2 separate regions of the Mus musculus genome follow, and region 1 is linked to region 2. A link is a contact called in public targeted proximity ligation data. All regions are on one chromosome and are shown on one strand. The core of a region is the stretch at or near the end of the contact, and the rest is flanking DNA. Distances in the headings are between cores, read along the strand shown.

Region 1 (5,431 bases), core at 1,663-4,162, 520 kb after region 2:
CTTTCTGCCTGCTACCCTCAGATCAAGATCTAAAGCTCTAAGCTACTGCCCCAGTGCCATGCCAGACTGCCTGCCTGTCACCATGTTCCTTGTCGTACTATCCATAGTCTAACTCTCTGAAACTGTAAGCAAGCCCCTAGTTAAATGTCCTCCTTGAAAATGTGCCTTCAACGTAGTATTTCTTCACCACAATAGAACAGTAATTAAGATATCAAGCCTTCAAAACTTTGAGTTTTGTGCTGACACTAACTTTTTAAATGTCTTCCTTTGCAGAGGCAAATGTCTTCTATGGAAATTATGAAATAACCCATTTCTCTGTGGATGGACAGATTTCAGGGAGCTCACAGCAGGGGCCCAGCTCCTTCTCAGAGAGAGAGGGATGAGCTATCTATCATGTGGCATCACCATAGTTACCAAGGACAGAAGAAATGGAGTAACTAAGAAGACCTTCTCACATTCAGGAGCACAGGGCATAGCATGAACTACATAGAAGCCATGGAGACTTAACACTCGTTAAAACTGATGTCTTGACCTGGCAGTGGTGGTGCAAGTCTGTAATCTCAGCACTCGGGAGGCAGAGGCAGACGGATCTCTGAGTCCGAGGCCAGCCTGGTCTACGGAGTAAGAGTTCCAGGACAGCCAGGGATACACAGAGACTGTCACAAAAAGTCAAAACCAAAACCAACCAACCAAACAACAACGAAAACCCACCAATCTGACATCTTGTCCTTGGAAATTGGCCTTTATATATAATTTCCTAAATTGGAATAATTCAAGAAGTATACTTATTTTTTCAAAATCCAAAGCTTTTTTTTGTTTGGTTTTTTTTTTTTTTTCCGAGACAGGGTTTCTCTTTATAGCCTTGGCTGTCCTGGAACTCACTTTGTAGACCAGGCTGGCCTTGAACTCAGAAATCCACCTGCCTCTGCCTCCCGAGTGCTGGGATTAAAGGCATGCACCACCACGCCCGGCTAAATCCAAAGCTTTTTATTAACAGTAAGATCCAGGGTTAGTTTTTTTGTAGCCTTGGCTGGCCCTTTGGCCTCTGGCACACTCAAACTTCCAGTCCTTGTCACACTAGATGATATAACACATGACTTCTGAGGTTATACAGTTCCCGAGATGCAAATTACAACATTATTCAAATATGAAACCAACTTTAGAATCAAGTAACCTCTCTGAGCTGGTTGGTTAATTTCTCTAAAGAACCTCATTTTCTAACCTGAATCCTCAAGGCTTTTATGAATTGTAATCTCTTTAGATTTAAGGAGAGAGACAGGAGGGCTAATGCAGTTAAACTTGAGGGCACAAATGCCTTGGCTCTCAGAAAGGAATGTCCCTGTGGAGACGCTCTTAGAGCAGCCTGGGCTGGAGCCGTTCTCTTGAAGTTTCTAGACTTCAGTAACCAGGAAAGCCAAGCAGTTGCCAGGTTAAGGAATTTCATTTCTCCTGCACCCTTAACTTTGCTTGTCTTTGGGACCTGCGAAACTGAAGAGTAGACCCGACAGGGGTAAAGGGAACGAGCGATTACAGGTGCTGAAGCGCTTTCTAGGCCAGGTGTGGTAGGGACGCGTGCCTATAATCATCACATTTACAAGGTGGAGCCTGGAGGGTCAGGAATTCGAGGCTGGCCTCAGTCACAAAGGGAGTTCACTCCAGGTCACCCTGGGAGGCATGAAACAAAGTCTTAGAAGAGAAAAGGAAGCTATCTTGGCCCCAGCATGGTGGTACACGGCTATAATTCCAGCATCAGGCAGGAGGAAGCAGGGACAGAAGCAAGTTCAAGGACAGAGTAGGCAAACCCTGTCTCAAAAATGAAATGAAGTTTAAAAAAAAAAAACAAAACAGTCAGTTGATTGCTTCGGTGAAGAAAAAGCAGTTTGTAAAATCCAGTACACATTTATGATTAAAAAACAGACATCCTACCAGATAGGACAGAAATTGTTACTCCGGTAAGAAACATCTATTAAAAAAAAAAAAGGCAATTTTTTTTTTTTAAGAAACTATGAAAATTTCCACTCTTGACGCTCCTGCTCAAAAGCTGAAGGAAGAGGCACTGCCCACGCTGTGTTGATGATCTCCAGCAAAATCCTAAGCCAAGCACAGCATCTCAGCATAGGAGAATCAACCTCTCACAACCAGGCGGACAGGTGACTACCCAAGTCAGAAACAGAAAAGACCACACAGGCAAATGACTACATAAATAAGCAGCTTGAGCAAACAAAACCTATACAGAAGCTGTACATAGAAAACAATTAAATGCTATTTATACGTGACAAGGACAGTAAATATCCAGAAAGAAAAGACCTAGAAGAAACAATGAGCCAGAAGAAACTAGAGAGCTGGTTTTACACACACACAAAAATCTATGAACTGCTGTTGGATTCAAGATGGAGGATGAATTACACACACAGAGAAGAGTTGTTGAAAATGCATCTTCCCAAACTGAGTTGGGAAACAGTGCAATTGAGATGTGCCAGTATGATCTTGTTGGTTTGCTGGGTTTTATGCTGCAACAGGCTGGCTGGTATCTGCAAGTTGGCCTTAAACTGTATACAGAACACAAGGGACCAATTGGGGCACAAGCAGTGTCAAAGAATTATTTGGCAGAATATAACTAGCTAGGGGGAAGAACAGAAAATGAAGGAGTTCAAGTATGTGCTCTATCAGTACTACTTCTTCCATAATGAAGTATCACAGATCACAAATGCATTAACTCATGGCTTGTAGGTCAGAAGTCTTGTGGGCCTGGCTAATCTCTCAGCACTGGGTCTCACAAAGACAAAATCAAAGTGCCAGGGGCTTTGTCACTTTCTGGAGTTTCTAGAGGGGAGCCCATTTCCCTGCTCGTGCAGGAAGCTGGGGATATAAATTCTCTGTTTTCTTACTGACTCAGCCTCTGGAGGTGGTCCAAATTCCTTGGATCATGGCCTCTTTCCTCCATCCTCAAAGATATTAACAGAGCTGGGAGTCACTCCCTTTTTCCTATACTGGGTACTGAATTATCCACATCCTTAATGCCGCATGCAAACCCGTTATACAGCAGCCTCTCAAGTTCCAGGGATTCGGACCCAGCATCTTCAGTGTGTATGCGGAAACATTTGGGGGCATACACCTCGGTGCACCTTTGGTTTTTCTCTTTATCCTATTTTCTGATGATCACCTTCAGACCCCTCCTTCTGTTGGCTCCTCAGTTCTAATCTTTTCTGTGAAGCCTTCTGCTTTTTCCTTTCCATCCTAAACAGGGCCCATTTCCCAGAGTTTCCAAGGGAAAGCCACAGTTTGAGAACCCAAAGCTCTCTTGGGTTCTGTACTCTTGTAGAGAGCTTTTAAAACTACAGAGGCCAAATCGCCCACCAAGTAGAATGTCAGCCTCTAGGCTGAAGGCAGCTACAGAAGCTAGCTAGCTCAGCTCACGGATGCCCACTCATCTTAGGCTTCCCTTTGTCAAATTCTTCAAATAGGTGAGCCCTAGTCTTCAGCCACATTTTCCGCTGGATGGCCAGGATGGATTTTTGCTGGGTAATGATCATTGCAAGAACTACTGACCACTGTATCCCAACTCTTTCTCTGCCTGAATGGAAATGGTTGGCACATGCTACGTGTGTTGGATCAGGTGTTTTCCATGTATAGGTTATCTGATACCAAAGTGTCACTTAAAGACAGGACAGGATGCTGCTGTTCTTGATCAACAGTCACTGCTCAGGAACTTGAGCCTTCTCCCAGATGGGTATCTTCACACTGAGGGGACAGGTGAGGTATGAATATGTGGTAGCCAAAGTGACAGATTGTGAGAGACAGCTGCCTCCTCAGACATCCTTCTCATTTCTTGCTACAGACTTGGTCACTCAGAATGGAGACAACTGTAAGCTTCTAGGTAGAAATTTGAGAGACGTGTCACATAGTGATTTAAGTCACTTTGAGCCATTTACCTTTTTTTAATTCCTTCTTCCTGTGCAGGATGTGGATATAACTGATGGGACTCAACCAACCATTTTAGACCATGCATTGACTTTTAAGTATAAAATTTATACTTGAAACAACAGGACTCTAGGTCTCTAACCATTTTCTGAAGTGTAACCCCTTTACCAGGTCTGAACAACATGCTGTGATAATGTTATTATACAGGACACAAGTTTCTGCCTCGTTTCTGGTATTGTTATCCTGGGATTTCAATATCTGTACCTGGAGCTAATGTAATCAGGATGGTTCAAACCACAGTTCTCAAATTGGAGGTGTGATCTGCAGAGTTTCAGTGTTTGTATTAAAGTAGTTTGTGTGTTCAAAACATTTTTCCTAATACATTAAGGCATTATTCCTTTTTCCACTATGGTATGGTCACTGACAGAGCAAAAGGAATGATGTGCCTGTAGCTGCAGAGGGTGAGCAGGGTGCCTGGAGCCTAGGAATTTGAGATCAACCTGGGAAACACAACTAGATAGGAGTGGAAAATAGGAGAAGGGGAAAGGGAGAGGAAAGAGGGAAGGAGAGAGGGTGAAGTGGAAGTTGGGGGAAAGAAGGGAGAGAGGGAGTGAAGGAGCCAGTGGGCAGAGTATAGTGTGGAACAAACCTAGTTCCAAGCAGGGCTTAAGCCGACACTGTGTTCCTCACTGCCATGAGCTTATAGCTTGAACTCAAAGATACTGTCAAACAAAAGGCCACTAATATATATTCCCTCCCTTTGCAACCAGGGATCTGTGTGAGGTTTTATTTTCTCCAAGCAGAACAATAGCAAACAGATCAAAACGGGTGAGAATCCAGCTGCTTCTAGTAACCTAGACATTAAAGACATTTGGAAAAACTGTAAAACTCTTTTCTCCTCACTAGCTTCTGAAAAATAATTTCCATAAAGTATGTATCACGTATGTAAACACTTAGTTGGTTTGTAGTTATACTAAATGAACAAATTAATTTTATAATATGTTAGTTGCATCTCTAACACAGTATTACATAAAAGCCATTTGGCGAACGTCAAATGTTTGTAGAATAAAGGCATCTTGAAAACAAGACACTTAAAATCTTTGGTTTGTGATACTGAATTTAAGACATAACCACAAAGCTGTTCTCTTATGAAAACACACGTGCCGTTAAGCCCCAAAGTGGAGAAATAGCACAATACTAAGGAAATGGGGGAAGGGGAGGGGAACGGGCAGAGAGTTTCAAAACTGTAAATAAACAGCATTGGAGTGAAGCATCAGGGGAAAATGAGATTACTGTAGTCATTAGTTCTAACACACATGCACAGAGAATAAGCCAAGAGAATTTATTTTCTTAAAAAGAGGGTCTCACTGTGTATCCCTGGCTGGCTTGAAACTAGATGCGCATGCTGGCCTTGAACTCTGGAGCCTCCCAAGTGCTATGATTAAAAGCATGCGCCACCACGCCCGGCCCTTGAAATCGATTTGCAAATAGAGAATGCACATACAGAGTG
Region 2 (5,089 bases), core at 1,980-4,479:
GCTGCATCGTGGGTGCTGGACAGGCTGGTTGAACACCATTGTCTTCTAGATTCTGCTGGGGCTTGGGGATCAAAAGCGGAAGCTTCCCACGGGGAGATTAGCTAAGTGAAAACTGTAATCCAACACAGCGAGTTCGCATCTTGATGAGTGCAGAGCCAAAGCAAGCATGACCAAGACACAGGGGTGTGGAGAAAGATTTAACACCTGCAAGAGGTAAGTAAAGCCTAGACTTAGTTCCAAGACAATGGCCTCTCCCAACAAAGGAAACACGGGGACTTTGTGGATATATATATATGTGTGTGTGTGTATAAAAATCATATAGGAAGATACTTGAGAGTGGGCACATTCCTGGGCATGCTCAGCGAGGGAGTGTATTCTTGGTCTGTTCGTTTAAGGCCTTAACTGAAGGAGGGAAGGGAATAGACACTTTGGGGAGGGCATAGACAATTTTTAGGTGGTTAACAATGCTGACTACAATGTCTCTGAGCATGTCTACCTTACATCATGAATTTTAGCTGAGAAGAAAGGAAAGGACCTTGTCTTACTTAGCCCCTAACAGAACTTGCTTTGGTTTGAGGTGTCCATCTTAGGTCACTGTATTTCTTAGTTAATGTTGGACTGGACATCTTGCTTCCTATAAGGTACAGCTGTTTGTGCAAGAGGGAAACTCAGAAGCTCCCTGTGTCTTTTCTTTCTTCCTTTTTGCTTCAGTGTTGGCTCAGGGTTGAGTGAATTCCTAAATAGTTTATGCTTTGAGTTCTTAGCTAATGACTGTACTGTTACAATAACTTTTAAGTGTTAAAAAAAGACCTTTCTGTTGGAGATATTTTCAAATATATGCAAATAAAAATATTATATAACCACAAACCACTTACCTGTCACTTCAGCTTCAACCGCTATCAGCATTCAGTCGAGGCAAGACTTTGAAAACCTTCAGTTTAACTGTTACTTTAAGTCTTCAAGGTTTTCTCTGTACTGTGCACTTTATAACGCACTTGAGTATGATGGTCTATCCTTCTGTTGGTTAGATTTAGAACCACTTATGACACCAACAAACCTTTTGTGTTGCTGGCCAGCTTTTCTGAAGACTTATCTAATTAAATCTGTGGATTGGGGGCAGACCCACCCTAAATATGGGTGGCACCATCCGAAGGTTTGGGGACTGCATGCATTAAAAGATAAGGAGCGAAAAGGCTCTCTCTCTGCTTCCTGACCATTGGAACTTGAACTTCTCTGCTCCATTGGATCATCCCTGTCACAATGACCCACTGCTCCAAAACTGAGCAAAATGCACCTTTCTCCCCTTTAGTTATTTCTGTTGGGTATTTTGGTCATAGCAATGAAGAGTGATACAAGCTATCCTATCTCATATATATAAATATACCACACAGGTGGACCGCAATTGAATCCCTTCCGTCCTAGGGTTTTCGATGAACTATTTAAGGAAGGATGCCCCACCTTGTAGGCAAGAAGCACATCCAGTGTGCACAGCTGATCCTGTACCCCTGCATTCTCATTGGCTGCCATTGCCTTTAAGGAGAGCTCTGCAAGGACCTACTGTCTACCTTCCTCTCTCTGCTCTGGAAATTGTTGTGAGTCCATGAAGAGTGCACACTGTGCACAGCACAGGTAGCGATCCATGTTTGCTCCTGCCCAAGGTCTTTTGGACATCCTTCCTGCTGTAGTTTCCCATCTGGGCTGTGATACCATGTTCTTAGGGGAGTCTTTGGTTCTGTCCAATTCAATCTGGGCTTTCTAGTGATGCGTTCTTACAGAATTGAGTCTTTCTTTTCTTTTACTCTTATCTTAATCTGTCACAATAGAGTCTTCTTGGTGATGGCGATATCTCTTCATCCCTTAAGAGTACACTCTCTAAGACTGCCACCTTTCCCACTGTCTGTGGAGTGCATGCGCGGGATATAACAGATGCCCCACCAATTGCGGACTAACTGAATGCTACTTTACTGTTCAAGGTTAAGACAGAACAACGGTAAAATGAGATCCCTGTAAACCAGCTGCTGGATGAATCATCACGGCATGCGAAGTTCAATACTGGAAGAGATAAGCAACAATGCAGGAAAACAACTCCAGTTCACAGGCAGTGCATGGTTAACTGCCAAACGAGCACTGTCTGAAGATGTCAAAAGCATCAGGTTCAAAGAGAGAACAACCTCTGTGGGCTGGGCTGGGCTGGCTTCAGACTGTATCATCTTTTGAAATATAAAAGCCACATGTGAACAAACATATTGATGTCCTGGAAGCTGAAATTCTTGCTCATGATAATGAGTGTAATTTAATTTCGAGTTACAAGAGTCTCTAGTTCGACCCTGGAGTCATGACGATCATGCAGAACTTCCCACATCGTTCCAGCATGGATGGAACCTGCCCTTTCTCAGGCTCAGAGTCAGGTCTCTGGCTTATCAGTGATAACTGTCCTCGGGCCTTGAATCAGTCCTTCCTCTGCCTGATTTCTCGAGTTCCGTCTCCCATGGTTTTGTGATAAGGGGCTTGTTTTGGGAATGATTTGGAACTTGTGGGCTGACATGTGGAGGCCAGCCTGACCTCTATAGGACCAGACTCTGGTACCTGAGGTCAGCTTTGTCTGCATCTGCCTTAGTTTCAGCACACACCCGTTTATTTCACTCTTTCCCACCCATCTTGCTTTAAAGCATCATCTTTATGAAGGCAAAGGTCCTTAACCAGGTTGTTGCCATGGAAACCTCAGCACACAGGGCTTGGCAGGTGTTTGGTACCTGCTTGTTGAGTGGAGAAGGGTGAGGTTCATGGCCCTGAGTGAAAGCACAGAGGCCAGAGGCTATCCACCTTGCTTCTCCTCTGCTTGTAACTTCAGGGTGAGGTATTGTCCTCTATCTCTTTATTTCCCTTGACATTACCCAACACCAGGTGCTTGCGTGCAGTCAATGTGAGTGGGCACCAATTAAGTGAAGTTAGAGAAGCCTGGGCAGTCATTTGGCCATGGGGTGAAGAGGAAGGAAAGGCAGGCATGAATGAGTTGACTGAAGTCCCTGTTCTCTTTTACCCTTTGTGCAATCTTGGGCAAATCACTAGACTTGAGGGCCTCAGCATACTCATCTGTGTGATGGGAATATTGGCAGCAGCAGTTGTTGTCCCAGGGCAGTTGTGAGGCAGCCTGACTGGGAAGAGGACTGTAAACAATGTAATGGCTGGAGATAAGCGTCATGGTGGACTCTTGCCAAGACCACTTGGAAAGGCTGGGGATTCCCACAGGGCAGTCAGCAGTGTCTTTGGCCTTCAGATGGACTCTGAGCCCGGAAGCTGAACTGGCTGAGTCAAGATGTCCAGGAGCTCCAGTTATCACTGCCCTTCTTTGCCCCACCCTCCTCTAGGCTCCTTCTGCTCGCTCACCTAACCTGGTGATGTGTCAGGCCAAATGTGGCCTGGTAGCCTGAGTTATCTGGAATCACCTTCCAAAACCATACCTGCATTTATGTGTCAGTGGAGGGAAGAAAAACAAGAGAGGGTACAGGGGATGCAGAAAATACGCACGCAAACAGTATTCTCCCCTCCACTACCAACCTTGAATTTGGCTTGTGGTTTCCCAAGGTTTTCTCCACTCAGTGCCAGCCTTGCAGAGAGAATGGAGATCTACTGGGTTTGGTTTGAGGGAAGCCAAAGACCCTCTCTCATTCTCTCAGATTGGCCTGGAATTTTCCCACCGGAACTTTTAGTTTGATGCTTGTATGTGCTCTGTGAAACATAATTTACCATTATTAACCTCTGAGTTTAGAGTGGAGGGTCAGGGACACAGAAGGGGTCATTTGGGGGGTTGGGAAGACACCGTTAGGAGCTATCTTGAAAGGATATCCTGGGGGTGGAACACCGTGTGAAGGCTTAGGGAAGGGACCGCAAGAACTCAGCCAAGGTTGAGGGGAGGGAGGATGGAAAAATTGAGACAGGGAGGTGGGAGCAAGAGGTGGAAGGCCTTGTTAAAAAAAAAAAAACAACCTAATTTCACCATAGGTCTGCACAGAGGGGCTGCTCTGCCTTAGCAAGCTCATTACTACTAATTAGTATTAGTGGAAATGTAGTTGATGTGTGCTTGTGTGTGATGGATGAATGCCTGCACATATGTGGCTCCCACCAGTGACGATGCAGAGGGAGGGCTTTTAAGATACCTTCCTCTCTCTGCTGTAATGTCATGAAGCAGCGTCTCTCCTTGAGCTCAAGATCACCATTTTGTCTAGACTGGCTGGATAGCAAGTTCCACCTGTCTCATGCCTCTCCATGCTGGCGTTAGAGACATGCCGGCTATGCCTGGTCCTTTCCTATGGAAACCAGGGATTCAAAATCAGTAAGCCAGGCACTCCTGCTTGCATAGCAAGCACTGCTATGCACTGGGCTATCTCCCCAGCCCGGAAATATAATTTACTTTTACTTAAACTGCAAGGTATCTTTAATGTTGTCAAAATAAAAATAGTCCTATTGATAAGTCAAATGTACTTTAATAATAGTGTTATAATTTTATGCATAAGGCAATATGGAGGCTTGCTCTGGGTTTCTCTGCTCCATGCTTTCTCCCAAGCCTATTAGTGACTGCTGCATGTGTGCTTGTGTGCACTCCTCTCTGGAGTGCAATAAATTCTGCAGGCTGAGCCACCTTTCTTAGCCCTCGGAGTCTCTTGGGATTTTTTGTTTGGTTGCTTGCTCTTCCTGCCCAGAGCTGAAGTGCTGTCTGAACTTTCATTTTGCTCCGGTTCCATCCTTTTTGCCTAGGGAGATAGAAAACCGTGTCTTCGTTATCAGCGCACCCCTCAAAGGGTGCCTTCTAATTGTTGAGTTGGATGGCACACAGCCAGCACACAATGCATTCTGTAGTGATTCAGAGTCCCAGAAAGAAAACACCCAGTCCTCTACCGCACACCTGTCTGTGGTTGGTTTGCCAGAGGGCTGTGAGGTGCCCCACTCTCCCAGGGAATATCTAGAGTTTAGATCAAACATCTTAACTACAAAGGAGGCAGAGTGGGAAATATGTTCCTTGTCTGAAGAGTTAACACCCTGTTCCCGGTTCTATACAGTGCACAGGGAGGCCAAAGAGTATATCGTCGAT

What was found.
Region 1: a targeted proximity ligation map of pancreatic cancer cells shows a contact between it and region 2.

The regions. Positions count from the first base shown.
Region 1 is chr15:58,774,644-58,780,074 of GRCm38.p6, forward strand. No RefSeq gene overlaps it. Among named protein-coding and RNA genes, the nearest start is that of Gm41329, 17 kb to the left of the region's middle.
Region 2 is chr15:58,251,137-58,256,225 of GRCm38.p6, forward strand. Gm36193 (a long non-coding RNA gene) reads left to right here. Exons shown (of 5, transcript XR_384118.2): 3 at 1-213; 4 at 1,423-1,629; 5 at 1,974-2,215. Among named protein-coding and RNA genes, the nearest start is that of Gm36193, 7.8 kb to the left of the region's middle.